2 separate regions of the Gossypium hirsutum genome follow, and region 2 is linked to region 1. A link is a contact called in public Hi-C data. All regions are on one chromosome and are shown on one strand. Each heading gives the region's core, a stretch centred on a gene start, on an enhancer-like site or on the middle of the called end of the contact. The rest is flanking DNA. Distances are from core to core; before and after follow the strand shown. Region 1 holds the start of LOC107911060 (glycine-rich RNA-binding protein GRP2A). Region 2 holds the start of LOC107913034 (protein RTE1-HOMOLOG).

The links. A called contact is a pair of places that touch in the nucleus more often than the background predicts.
Region 2: a contact with region 1 is called in a Hi-C map of leaf, with 2.9 times the contacts expected there. The contact joins the promoter of LOC107913034 here to the promoter of LOC107911060 in region 1. A contact is called at or near these places in 3 of 34 Hi-C or Micro-C datasets (all in leaf).

Annotation. Positions count from the first base shown.
Region 1 is chrD11:21,399,876-21,406,715 of Gossypium_hirsutum_v2.1, reverse strand. LOC107911060 (glycine-rich RNA-binding protein GRP2A) reads right to left here and starts at 4,133. Exons shown (of 2, transcript XM_041104245.1): 1 at 3,872-4,133; 2 at 3,454-3,686. The coding sequence starts at 4,133. The coding sequence ends at 3,454.
Region 2 is chrD11:21,662,926-21,669,765 of Gossypium_hirsutum_v2.1, reverse strand. LOC107913034 (protein RTE1-HOMOLOG) reads right to left here and starts at 2,728. Exons shown (of 3, transcript XM_016841471.2): 1 at 2,455-2,728; 2 at 1,977-2,260; 3 at 918-1,455. The coding sequence starts at 2,237. The coding sequence ends at 1,033. LOC107913035 (thioredoxin H-type) reads right to left here and starts at 101. Exons shown (of 3, transcript XM_016841472.2): 1 at 1-101. The coding sequence starts at 9.

The DNA of each region.
Region 1 (6,840 bases), core at 2,884-5,383:
TCGCGTGGGAAAACTCTAAGTCTGTGACACTTGGCTTTATATCCTTTCCGCCTCACAACGAGTTGGTGAAATTTGAGGTTTATTGGGGTTGTTTTTGAGCAGTTTCGTATTTGGTGTTTGATTGTTGGACGGAATTTGGAGTTTGATGTTTGGTTTTGGACACATTTTTTTTTGAAAAAAGGAAAGAGTTAGGGTTTGGTAATGGGTATTTGAATTGAAGTTACCGATAATAATATCTAGGAAAGGGCGCTAGGCAGCCCTCTCTGCCTTTTGTTGTTTCCCTCCAGGATGAATTAAAATTTAAAGTTTTGAGTGGGGACTGAGATGGAAAGGGACATTGGGTTTTGGAGGGTCGAAAAGTGGAGCCCGTGAAGGAGCATTCTTTAAGTGGAGGGGACCCCCCCAAGTTAAATGACTTGGAACAACTTACCAGACAGGTGACCCAGTTTTTATCTGCTCATCGAGTCTGGTGAAGATCATGACATGCTGGAATATCCTTGCCTATGATTTTAAGACACTCAAAGCAAAGGTACAAAGACAAAAGCTAATAGGAGGGCTGATGACACTCAAAAGGATTTTAGCAGATTAATTATAAATAAATATTAAAATTCTAAATTCGAAACTTAAGACTTTAAATTTTTATATTAAAGATCTTAAATTCAAAAATTATTAATATTTATTTATAATAGTTGTGATTAATATTTAATTATGTTAAAATAAAATTATTGATATTTATTTATCAATCCTTCATATTTGTGTATCGGACGATCAAATATCATTCCTTATTTATTTATGTACATTCAAGAAACTAGAAATGCTGCAACGGTTAGCACCAGGGCCACTGGGTCTACTTCTTTCGGTTTCCTTGTATATAATATATCATCACCAATTTCACTCAAATTTGTATTTTGAATACATTTAAAGAATTTATATTTAATATACCAATAATAAACATATATTATTATATATCAAGTCACTTGATTAATTTTAAATTTTTTAATGATGTATTAGCATTAAATTATACTGATGTTGGTATGCTTTTTTCTTTTCTTTTTTAACATTAGAAGATTATACCACTATATTTGTTTATACACGTCAATCAAAATTTAAATAATTATAAGTGATTGAGTAAAATGACAATACATATTATATTTTTAAGAGAAGAATGTAGATTTAAATTTTAGATATAATATTATTAAGAGAGACAGTTACAAATCTCAAACATAAATAATAAAATAAACATGGAAAATAATAGCATTTAAAATGTGAAATAAGAAGCCTAGATACTCTATCTATCATTGATAGAACAGGAGTAATAAGTAGTATTAATGATTATTAAAAACTTGAAGATTGAGACTTGAGAAACGAGAATGGCCATTAAAACAGAATATGTGAATAAGCTTTCGGCCATTTTGCTTTTGTATTGGTTTAGGGTTAGTCATCCGCTGAGAAATGTGAGGCTGATGAATGATAAAAAAAATAACACTAAAAGACTACAGGAAGAAGAAGACAAATAGTGAGTCAACGGTGAGATGAGGGTATCGCCTAATTACACTGTATTTTAGCATCGTATTCGTAATATTGGGGTTATTTTCATGCCTTGCCACTCAATACCTAAAAATACTGCATGACAAATGTCGAGCTTAAAATTGTTGCTGAGACTTCTCCACAGCCTGCTTCAGTACAAAAAAATACAAGTAAATACCATATTGATCCAAATGCTAGTCAATATAACTCCAAGCCGCTTTTGTTATTGATTTATGGCGCCTGCAATACCCAAATGATGTTGAAATTATGAAAAGAATTAACAGTATATTCAAATGGGTTTGTATTTTATATACTAGTAATGAATCATGTGCTAACAATTAGTTAATTTTTTTTTTAAAAGTGTAATAGGTATTCTAGAATAGAAGTACAAATGTAAATATATATATATATTCAAGTAATCATTAGTATTAAACTATTACAAATGAATTATTCGAGTAATCATAAAGTATAATCAAATTATTACAGTATAAATGGACTAATAATTAATATAATTCAGACTAAAGCCAATAAACTGAACTAAAACCCACACATGATAACAATATATGATGGAACTTAAAGAACTACACATAGGGGTGACACTACGAGATACCCTCCTAAAATAGAGAAATATTATACTGGTCTCTTTATTTCTGATAAAATAATAAATTTTAATTTAAATTGTAAATATATAAATTAATACAATAATTAAATTATATTTTAACTCTCAACAAAATACATAACTTAATTCTTCATAATTGCACATAAAATTTTTTAAAATTGATTGGTAGATAGAATGCGTAATAAAAAGATATAGAGGTTTGAGTCAGCATATAGTCGCAACTAATTGACAAGCCAGAGGCATAAGAAATTTCTAAAAGTAGAGAGAATTTGATGAGAATCGCCCAAATCTTGAGTGCACTCACATAATTGTTGCGTGGCAATCACGTGAAAGGCTATCTCTCACCACTTCCAACCACTCTTTGTTGTTTCTTTGTAGGAAGAGCAGGGGCAGCTGTAAAGTAAGATAGGGATTAAGAACTTTTGTGCTTTAAAAGCCCCAAGAAGGGAAATTTTGGTTTTTGTAGTTTCAGTCATCAAAATCAGTAGCCCATATCTCATCAAAACCAGTTATACATGATTCCACTCAGACTCTTGTGCATGAATTTTTTCAATTAGATTTTAATTTTGAATATTTCGTAGAGAAACTCAAAGATTTCAACAATCGGAAGCATAATTAAACCATTGTTTAATCATTAAAAATTTCGTGCAATCAGATTTCATTTAATTTCCGTCACTTCACGTTGACTTTGTAGTATCTCTTATCCACATGCCACATGGTAGTTTAGCAATGGTGATTATGCCCACCTCACTTCCCCAATCAAGAGTCAAAGGCTTTTTTTTTGGGGGGGTTTGACTCGGGTGCTTAAGCACGTGCATTGGGCTCCTTACGCTTTGAATTTTGATGGGTGGTCCGATTTTCATTTGGCTAACTAATTAATAATTCAATTGTGGTGATTGGTTGGATGTTGAAATGGGAGCAATTTTTCGTTAAATGGGATTTAAGGATTGCGGATGGTCTCAAGCAATGCGACAATGGGGCTTGCTTTGCCCTTTTCAATGCGGACATGGCTTAACCTAATGGCCTAATTCGTGAAAACTGACATGGTGCTAGGTTGAATAATTAATACAAACCACAACGTATATTACTTTCGAAACTAATACAAACTGGTTTTTATGTGTATAATATCTGGAATAGCAGAAAATTGAGACTATAAATTTAGAAAAAGTGGAACACACAAAAGCATGCAGGGAATTATTTAGAGTTGTTGCATGGGAAATGCAAAAACTAGAGGCAAATGACGTTTGCTATAAAATACGGTAGGAGTTGGATTGGAGGGGGATCAAGTGCATGTTTCTTTACTCCTCTCAACGTGCATGGTCTGGCGTTGCAGAAGGAGAGGGAGCTTTCCCTCCAATTGCTTTTCTTGTTCCACCATGGTTTCCACCGCCACCGTTACCTCCTCCCCAACCCCATCCTTCACCTTGGCCACCCCTACCCCCACCACCTTCTCCATTGCCTCCACCCCATCCGTGACCTTTGTGGTTTCTTTTCTTGTGTGGTTTACCTTCTCCTCCACCATTTCCATTTCCACCTCCACCTCCACCACCACCACCACCACCCCCGCCCCCCCACCACCACAACTACAGTGGCCTCTTCCTTTTCTTTTCTTGTGAGGTTTACCTTTTCCTTTTCCTTTACCATTGCCTCTGCCACCTCCACCTCGACTGCAACTACCACCATTTCCTCCACCACCACCACCACCACCACCACCACCACCACCACCTCCACCTCCACCACCATTTCCTCCTCCTTTCCCAGCATGGCTAAGATTAATATTGGTTTGGACTAAAGTTTCTGCTGAAGAATTTGTGCCTTTGTGTTGTACATCTTCAATAAAACTACGGCTCTCAGTAGAAGTAGAATTGGACCACCCTGGAACCTCATTTTTCCTCTCAAACTCATCCCTTCCAACAACCCCACTCTGGCAGCCGATCAACACCACCGTTACTAGAAACAAAACTCTAACTTCTCTTCTCATTTCCATTTTCTCTATGTCTCAACTTGATAATGCAAGAATATTGTTCTCCCTCCAACCCCTTTTTATACTCTTTTGACTGAATTCCGAAAAGGCTAAACCCCATGAAACAAACTCCAAGCTATCCAACAAAACATCTCCAAAAGGCTGCAAAAAGCGAGGGAAATGAGATGAAAATATCCCTTGCGACGCAATATGTCCCCACCTTCCACTTTCAAGCGGTTAATGCCTATTGCACCATGGAGCCTTGAACCATACACTTCACAGTAAACACTCTACTCTGTTCCCTTCCACTATGCAAACAAAATCTTTATGTTTACTCCTCAAGCAACCATGAATTTCAAGGCCACCCATCCCAAGTAAGCACCAAAAGGAGAGGCTGCTTAACCATTCCAATGCTGAATCTTTTGAAACCCTGTTTAATTGCTTTAGGACATATGATTAAGAGGGCCTCATTCGTTTTCAAATACTACCATGTCTTTTAGCAACATGGGTTCATCGAAGGGTATTTGTCTCAAATAATAATAGTTCTTCATACAACCAAAAGTATAATCTCACACTCCCACATTAAAAGAAATATGAAAAAGAATATTTATCTTTAAAATTACAAATGCTAATTTTCTATTGGAGTATTGGTTTAAGTATCTTTGTCGATCAAGTCCTAAGGTTCAAACATTATATCCTGATTTTTACTAGTTCTTTTAAAGAATTGCTTGACCTTAGAATTTTACCTCCTTTTCACTAAGGCCAAATGCTTCCTTTGCTTTCTAAATATATATATATATTTGAAATAATGAACAAATATTTGTACTAATTTTTCTATAATAGAAATATGATAAATAAAATAAAATAAAATAAATTCTACATTTATATGGACTCAAACTATGGTATTAGATTTAATACTTGAAAAATTGTTGAAAAATAAAATTATTTTACATTTATATGAGTTTGAACTAGGGCTAATTCATTTAAAGATAAAAACCATTATTTTCATCATTTTCAATTTTACAAAGAATTTTTAGTGAAAACAATAAAAAGTTGTTCTAGTTTTCACATATTTTTATTTTTTATTTACAATTATTTTAAAAATTTTCAATCAAACATGTTTTCTTCAATGTTTTTCATTTTTCAAGAAAATGAAAACGAAAACAAAAATAGCTTTTTTTTATTAGATTTTTTATTTTAACATTTAACATTGTGAGCTATTATGGATGCAATCGTGATATCGTCCGACAACCGAGATGGTGGAGGTGAAGACTCTAATGAAGATCGAATCACCAAGAAAGTCCATGTCAAAGAGTTAAAGGATGACACTGATGTGAACATGGTGGTGGATTTGTGCCCAGAAGCTGGAGTCCCTTGGAAGGACAAGCTCTTAGGAAGGACAGAGGTTGTTCCCAGGACGTCTTCGATGAATACAAGTAATTTCAATTATGAGAATTTTGATTCCGTATAGGGAGACATCTTGAAATCCATAGCCAACGAAAATTCGACCATCAGTTTCTCGAATAGAATCCAGAAACTGTTAGTTAAAGATATGGAAACCACCATGGTTGTAAAATTGTTGGGATGTAATATAGGGTATGCAATGTTACACAATTGGATCTCTAATTTCTAGAGGCCTTCTCAACCTTTCCATCTAATGGATGTGGAAAATGGATATTACTTGAATAAGATTATGAAATGGTTTTGACTCAAGGGCCATGAATTTTTTTGGGCTTTACCTTACTGTCCAGCCGTGGACAGTGGACTTTGATCCATCAAAGCCTTTCCCTACTAAGGTTTTGACTTGGATCCGATTTCTTGGAATGCCGGGGTTCCTCTATAAATGACGAGTTTTGGAGGAGATCGAGAGCCTGGTGGGCAAAGTAGCAAGATTGGACATCAAAATGGATAGTGGCACGAGGGGACGTTTTGCAAGGATGACAGTTTATGTTGATTTGGAGAAGTCGCTTGTATCCCAAGTCTTGAATAATGGAAGGATTCAAAGGGTTGAATTGGAAGCCTTACTAGCGGTCTGCGTCGCTTGTGGTTGTTATGGACACCTCAAAAACCTTTGCCCCTCCGTCGCTCTAGATTAGTGCACCGTGAATGGTAATGCAAAAAGTTCCAATCCGATGGTTGAGGGGTCAACTCTGGCGATGGGGGAGAAGCCCCTTGGGCTATGGATGATCATTGAGTGAAGATCTCGCTGAAATTAGAAGGATACTCATAATCAAAAAGTAAAAAATCAAATATAGATTTTTGGAAAGTCTAGATTTGAGGCGTTAGCCTCGTTAGAAAAAGAAGTTGGTGGCATTGATGAAATATAGTCAGATATTCCAGGAATTAGGTTTCAAAAGGGTGAATTTTTAAAGAAATTAAAAGGCTTAAAAGAAGGGGAGAAATCTGAGCTCTTAGAAAATAAGAAGACTGTGGCTGGTAACATGGGCTTATCGAGTGGGGTTTCAACTGTAGGGCCAAGTATGAGTTCAGGCTTAAGGAATGTTGTTCTAGTTTGGATTTAAATGGTCAAGAACAAGGAAAATCAAATATGTAGCTGGGTGAAAATCTTGGGCCAGCGGTTGTTGAGGGCTTTCGAGGCCATGCTGACTATTTCAATAATTTTGACGGTCAAAATGTAGGGGATTCGACTCCTACTAAGCAGATTGAAAAGAAAAGATAGGGAATTAAGTCACATGTCAAAACTTAGAGGAATTACTCTCTTTATTTTAAT
Region 2 (6,840 bases), core at 1,479-3,978, 260 kb before region 1:
TGCTGCCATTTTTGCTTAGATATTCAAAGCTCTGCTTTTTCTGTTTGCTTAAAAAAATATATAAGTCTTCTCTGCCGCTCTATTTACAAATAAATAAGTAAATAAAGGTTTTGGTTTTGGCCATGGGCCATAGACCTAGATTTGGTTGTAATTACGATCTTGCCATTATTGTACGAAGAGGGTTGTACCCATACGGATATGTATTCCCATTCAACACGTTTAGTTTTAGCTTCCAGATTTTTACGGTTACGTCTTTATACGCTTTAGTGTTTCAAGTTCAACCATTAGATTAGACAGAATTGTTGAACTAGTCAATTATATTGATATAAAGTTTGCAAGCCCATTAAAAATCTATATTTATATTATTATTTAAAATTTAAACACAACAACCAAAGCTTTATTATTATTATTATTATTAGTTTCAAACCATACCTTTTCTATTTAGATATATAATTTCTAGATACTATGATAGAATTTCTAGATTAAATCACTATGAAAAACTACATAAAAATATAATACAACACAAAGAGTAACATAAACACATCCCCGTTATTAAAATATACACAAAACGAATTTTTAAGGTGTGAAAAATTATATACAAGTTTGCAATACCCTTAAAGCACGAAACTAACACAAACATGAACACAACACGAGAAATAACATGAATCCATGACACTAAAATATATGGAAAAGAAGCGTGAACATAAGATGAGGTAAAAGTTTGATAATAATTAAAACAAAAAACATCATCACAAATAATATTAAATCCATATATCAATGGATCAAAATCTTAAATTTTAGAAATTTTAAGATATTTTGAATACATAAAAAATATTACAACAATATCTCAATGTTACAAGCCAATTTGACTTGGGATTTGCAAATGGTTCACCGTTCACTAAAAGAGATTGTCAGTATTGAAAATTAAAACTATACTCTGTAAATGAAATATTCCATCTTTATCGACTCCATCAATGTCACATACAAAAATTGACATATCCCTTCATTCTTTGCATTGGTTTCTGGTAAAAGCTACAAATAGATCAAGTTCTTGAAACAGTAAGTACCGAGAAGGAACCAACCAACAAGAAGGAATACAAGGAGGGCCAACAGAGACAGGTATGTTGTGCCACCAAACACTAGTCCAATACCGGATACAACAACAAATGGCAAGTGAGATCGCAAAACTGCTATTTTGTTCACCCACCGACCATTGAGGAAGATGAGAACAGCAAGGTTAACTACATTCCACCCACCCGAATGAAAGCCTAACCTGTTCAGGTTGTTTGCTACAAACGAATGGCAGTTGCAAGTGAAAAGGTTGTACGGCCGATGTTGGAACTCTTGAATGCCCTTTTCTAGCGCATCATCCCATGTTAATGCCTCTCTCAGATTGTCATGCTGGTATTCTTGATCTCCTTTCAGTGCTGATGAATGATAAGAAATGCTGCATTCCTAGCAAAAAGCTCCAAAGTTTGCACACATAAATGAGGAAGAATTATTTTTCTTTAGTAGATATGCACTAATTCCCGTCGTGGGCGCTATTCTTACTTATCAATACTCAAAATTTGTACTCTAAAATCTACCAAACCAATGTGCATCCATGAATTAGATTCGGTGACACAAACTATTTCCCGTCATTTACACAAGGCTTAGCTACCAATACTCAAAATGTTTTGCCACAATATCTACCACAGTGCATTCACAAGTTACTAAAAAGCACAGGATATTGCATTTTGCAGGCTTTACAATTCTTTCCTATAAAAGACCCGTGAAAAGTAAAGCACAATAACCCAATCAAATCCAAATTAGCAACAATTGAACTAATAAATCCTCCCTTTGAATTCTTAATCAAGTTGAAAAATGTCATCCCATCCTTTCCCCAGTTACAACTTACTTGGAAGTGAAATTTGAGAACAAGCGGAAATTGATGAAGCCAAAAAAAATAGAGGTGGAAGATGAACGTATATAAATACCTTATCTTTGTTAATTTGGATATAGCGAGCTACTGCCCCGAAAGCGAAATCGTCAATAGAGACACAACTCGGACCCGCAAAGTCTAGAATAACTCCATCTTCTCTGCAAATGCCAATGTGGCCAATGAAAGGAATCAGCCATGAAGTAATAGGAAGAGGCGTCCAAACAATGCAGTATGGGAAACGCTCCCTTCTTGGATCAATTTGCATACCACTTTCCACCATAATCGACCGGTGATCATAATCTACTTGTTCTTCCATTGCCAAATTTTCCTAACTGCAGTCTTTTTTCAGAAAATCCACATCAATTATTCCTACAAGGATTTAAATTTTGTGATAAAAATCTCCATAAACCATCTACTGAATCGAACGAAAGAAAGGAAACGCGCGAAAAATGAGGAACTGGTAAATCATGATTGATTCGAAAATTGAGAATTAAATAAGCGGAAACAGATGTAAAAGAGAGACTAAAGCGTACCTTAGTCGGCAGAGAGAAACGCAGATACACCGGAGAGTCGAGGAATCGGCTGCCCCAGCGATGGGTCAAAGAGGGATTTGGTTTCTCGGAAATTCCTGCAAAACAATTTCATATGTTATCAAGTAATGATTGATTCCGCCAAAACATACCTAAAATATATATATAAATCGGTTACTATATTTTAAAATGTTGAACTAAATCTTAAAATATTTTAATTAAAATTTAAAATTATTAATATTATATCCATGAAGTGATTAAATTGTAAATACATTTTTTATTTCTTATATGAATATGGTTGAGAGTTTAATATTCACCTTAAATTATACTTTAATCGTATAATATGCTATAGATCATAATATATATAGCATAAAAAAGGTGAAATAATATATTAAACTTTTAAATAAAGTTAGGTTTTAGGACTAATATTTTATTTCACTCTAAAATAATATTATTTCCTCAATGCGCATGATAGTTTAACGAACGCATTGCAGACACCATTTTTCTCATCAATTTTTTATCTGAAATCTTTCATCCAAGGTTGTTTTGTTTTCTGATTAATTTGTGAGTTATTTTATAGACGGGGTTGTGCCTAGATTTTGAGGATGGTGAATTCGAGCATACGGGAGGGTTAAATCATGAATGAATTTGCTTTTCCTACTTTCAAATCAAATGGTGCTGTACATGGAATGAGGGAAGGCCCAATGTCAGCTGCTGAGTGCTGATGCTTGTTGCGAAATTTATTTATAACTTTTTAGAAATTAAAATATAAATTTTATCATTTATTTTATAAATTTTATTATATTAATTTATTATTTTAAAGAAGATTAAACAAACAATATTTAATTTTGGGCTCGAAGTCGCCTGCCTGCCATTAAATTTGGCCCTAAAGATATTGATGATGGAGTTGATGTGAATAGGGAAGCTTCACATCCATCAGTTAATTGACTCAGATTACCATTAATCGAATTAATCGATTATTTTAATTTTTTAATTGTTAATTAAACTAAAATTTTTTAAAAATAACTAATCGAATTAAATTTTTTCGATTAATTCGGTTGGTTAACCGAATTAATTGAAATTTATATGTTTATTTTATATTTTTAGTTAAAACAATTATAAAACATATAAAAAATTAACTGAATTAACCGACCAATTAATTTATACTTCCAAAAAATTAACCGAACTGGCCGACCCTGACCAAATACTTATATATTATAATATTATTTATTAAGTTCGATTAATTCAGTTAACTGAGTGATTTCGAATCAAATTAACCGTTAACCAAACTTCTAAAAAAACTATTAACTGACCATCGATCAAATTAATTCGATTAACCGATCAATTAATCAAATTCAATCGATTAACCGAATTAATTCGATTTTATCCAAAATTTACACCATCGATTCTTTTGTCTGACGTGGAGAAAGATGAGAAGATAAATGTGGAATCCATTATTGATGTGATTGAAGAGGGTTGATCTCAATGGGTTAATGCTTTAGTTGGCCAATTTCTAGGGAAGTCACCCAACTTTAGCTTATTTCCGACAATGACTAACCTACCATAAAACAAGGTTGGAGCTATTGATATTGGTTTCTTGGATTTTTTTTATAAAAATATCCTAAATTTTGATTAATTACGAAAGTGATCCATTTTTTTGATTATACATATAAATGATCTGAAATCTACAGTAAAAATTAGTGGAGTCAAAGAGTTTGGCGCTACCAACATGTCACGTCAACAAACCTAATAAAAAATTATTGTTTTGGTGGAGCCATGTAAAATGACACCACCTGTATAAATATAAAAAATACTAATTCTAAAAAAACGAGGACTTTAAAAAAAAATTGATGGAGCCAAAGAGTTTGGCCCACCACTTTTCAATGTGTCAATGTAATTTTTTTTATTTTAAAACTATAAAAAAATTATTGGTGGAGAAGAAAAAAAGTAAATAATCCTATTTGACAGTACATTACTAGCATCAAGAAATGAAATAATTGCGAATCTCAAGTAACTGGCCAAGCCGCCAAAGTCGATAAAGTGATGATAAATACTGTCAGTAAAATGAGCCCTATAGAAAGTCTATCTATTCCCAATCTCCATTAAAAATAATAAAAAAATTATCCATTTATAATCTTCCACCAACTGGATTAATGGATCATCCAATAGAAAATGATAACAAAATACATAGGTTGTTAGAAGGAGTTGCCAGAGGTTTTTTTAAATGTGTGTTTTTAATTTAAATTTTTTTAAAAATAATATTTTTTTTACAAATAACCTCTTTCTCGTTTTTTCCAGTCAATTCATTCCTCACTTTCTTTTTATTTCTCATTTTTCCCAAATTTTCTTTATTTTTTGGTCATCTATTTCTTGATTTCTGTTAAAAATGTTCCTTATCAATCTTTCTTTAAAAATATCCTTTTGATTTTCTTGATTTCACAATACATAAATGATTTAAATGAAAATTATATTTTACAAAATAGCTATCAATTTACATAATTCAAAAATTATATTTTACATTTAAAACATTCTAAAATTGTTTAACTTAACTTACAATATATAATTTTACAACACGAGCAACTTTCTCAATACTAAAAAAAAAGTTAAACGATTTTGTTCAAAACCGAAAACATTGTATATTACAAACAAAAAATAATTAAACAATTTTGTTCAATACCGACAACATTGTGTCTTACAAATTGAAAAAGAAATCGTTTAACCGCAACAGGAGCGATTTTCTCAATGCTATTATCTTGTAGCTCATATGTTGCCCATATTGATGATATCACCCATGCGGTTCGATTTGGGATTCCTTGAAACCTTCAAACATCTCGTTGACCCAGGGAATTCCAAATAATCCACTTGTTGCCTGCATAACCAATTTGAACTCGTTATCATCCTACCACAGTCAACGAAAAGACTTACATAACCAATTTGAACCCGTTACTGAATAATTACTGGCAACCGAAAATAACCATTAAATTTACCAGTGTTGAAGCTCCACCAGATTATTGTTAAACAAAACATACCTTCAAATTAAAAAATTTACTAAATAAACAAAAACTCAAATACATAAAAAAAAACACTCATCATCTCCCTCCCATTCATCCTCTAACAAAATATAATTAAACAATTTTTTTCCTTCAACTTAGATTAATCTGTCATTGGGGGTTATATATACTAATTTGGTCACGCTAAAGAGAATGACTCCACCAAATAAAGTATTATTTTTTATTTTTAAATTAAAAAATATTTAAAAGAATTAAAAAAAGGGGTACAGAGCCAATAAGAAAACATTTTTATAGTTTTAAAATTTTTAAAAAAAATTACACTGACACTTTGAAAAGTGGTGGCTCCAAACTCTTTGGCTCCACCATTTTTTATTGTAGATTTTAGGTTATTTACGTGTATAATTAGAAAAGTAGGTCATTTTCATAATTAGTCAAACTTTTAGGGTCATTTTTATAAAAAAAGGCAGGTTTCATTAAGTTTAGTTTATACTTAATAAAATTTTGGGTAAATTATATAGATAGTCATCCAACTATCAAAATTTTTTATTTTAGGTTGTCAAAATAAAAAAGTTTACAATTTAACAACTCATGTTATATAGTTCAATCATTTTGCTCACTCTTTTTAAAATTAAAAACGGCAAGCTAACGTGACAGTTAAAAACCAGTATAATAATAAATTTAGTTTTCTACTTTTACTTATTATATCAATTTAGTCATAATTTTCAAAAATTTAACTCTCAAAATTTACTGATCTCAATTTGATCCCAATTCTAAAAATTCAAAAAATACATATAAAAATAGATAAATATTTTCTAAAAAATATAATAATAAATTTAAAAATTATATAAAAATAAACAATAAATAATAATATATAAAATTTAAAAATATATAAAAATAAATAAACATTTTCAAAAAGTATAATAATAAATTTAAATTTTATATTAATATTAATATAATGAGTATATAATGTGTGAGGGAGGGGGATGGGGTGAGGGGAGGTAAGACGGGGAAGGGGGAGAGGGACGAAGATGGGCGGAGGTCCGATGAAGGAGGGAAAGGGGAGAGCTTTTTTTAATATTAATATAATTATTTTATTTAATATTAATTTTAATATAAATTTTAAATTTATTATTATATATTTTTAAAATATTTATGTATTTTTAAATGGGTTAGCATTTAGTACACTGACAATATTACTATTTTTATTCTACAAGTAGCCTTAAAAAATTACCATGTGTCTCTATTTTTTTTACATATTTTACTATATCTTTATAGGACACTTATTAACTCCTGACCCTTGCTTCCAGAGTCTAAAAGCTCCATTGGCAATGTACTAAATATTATTTATTTTTATATTTTTTAAAATTTTATATATTAT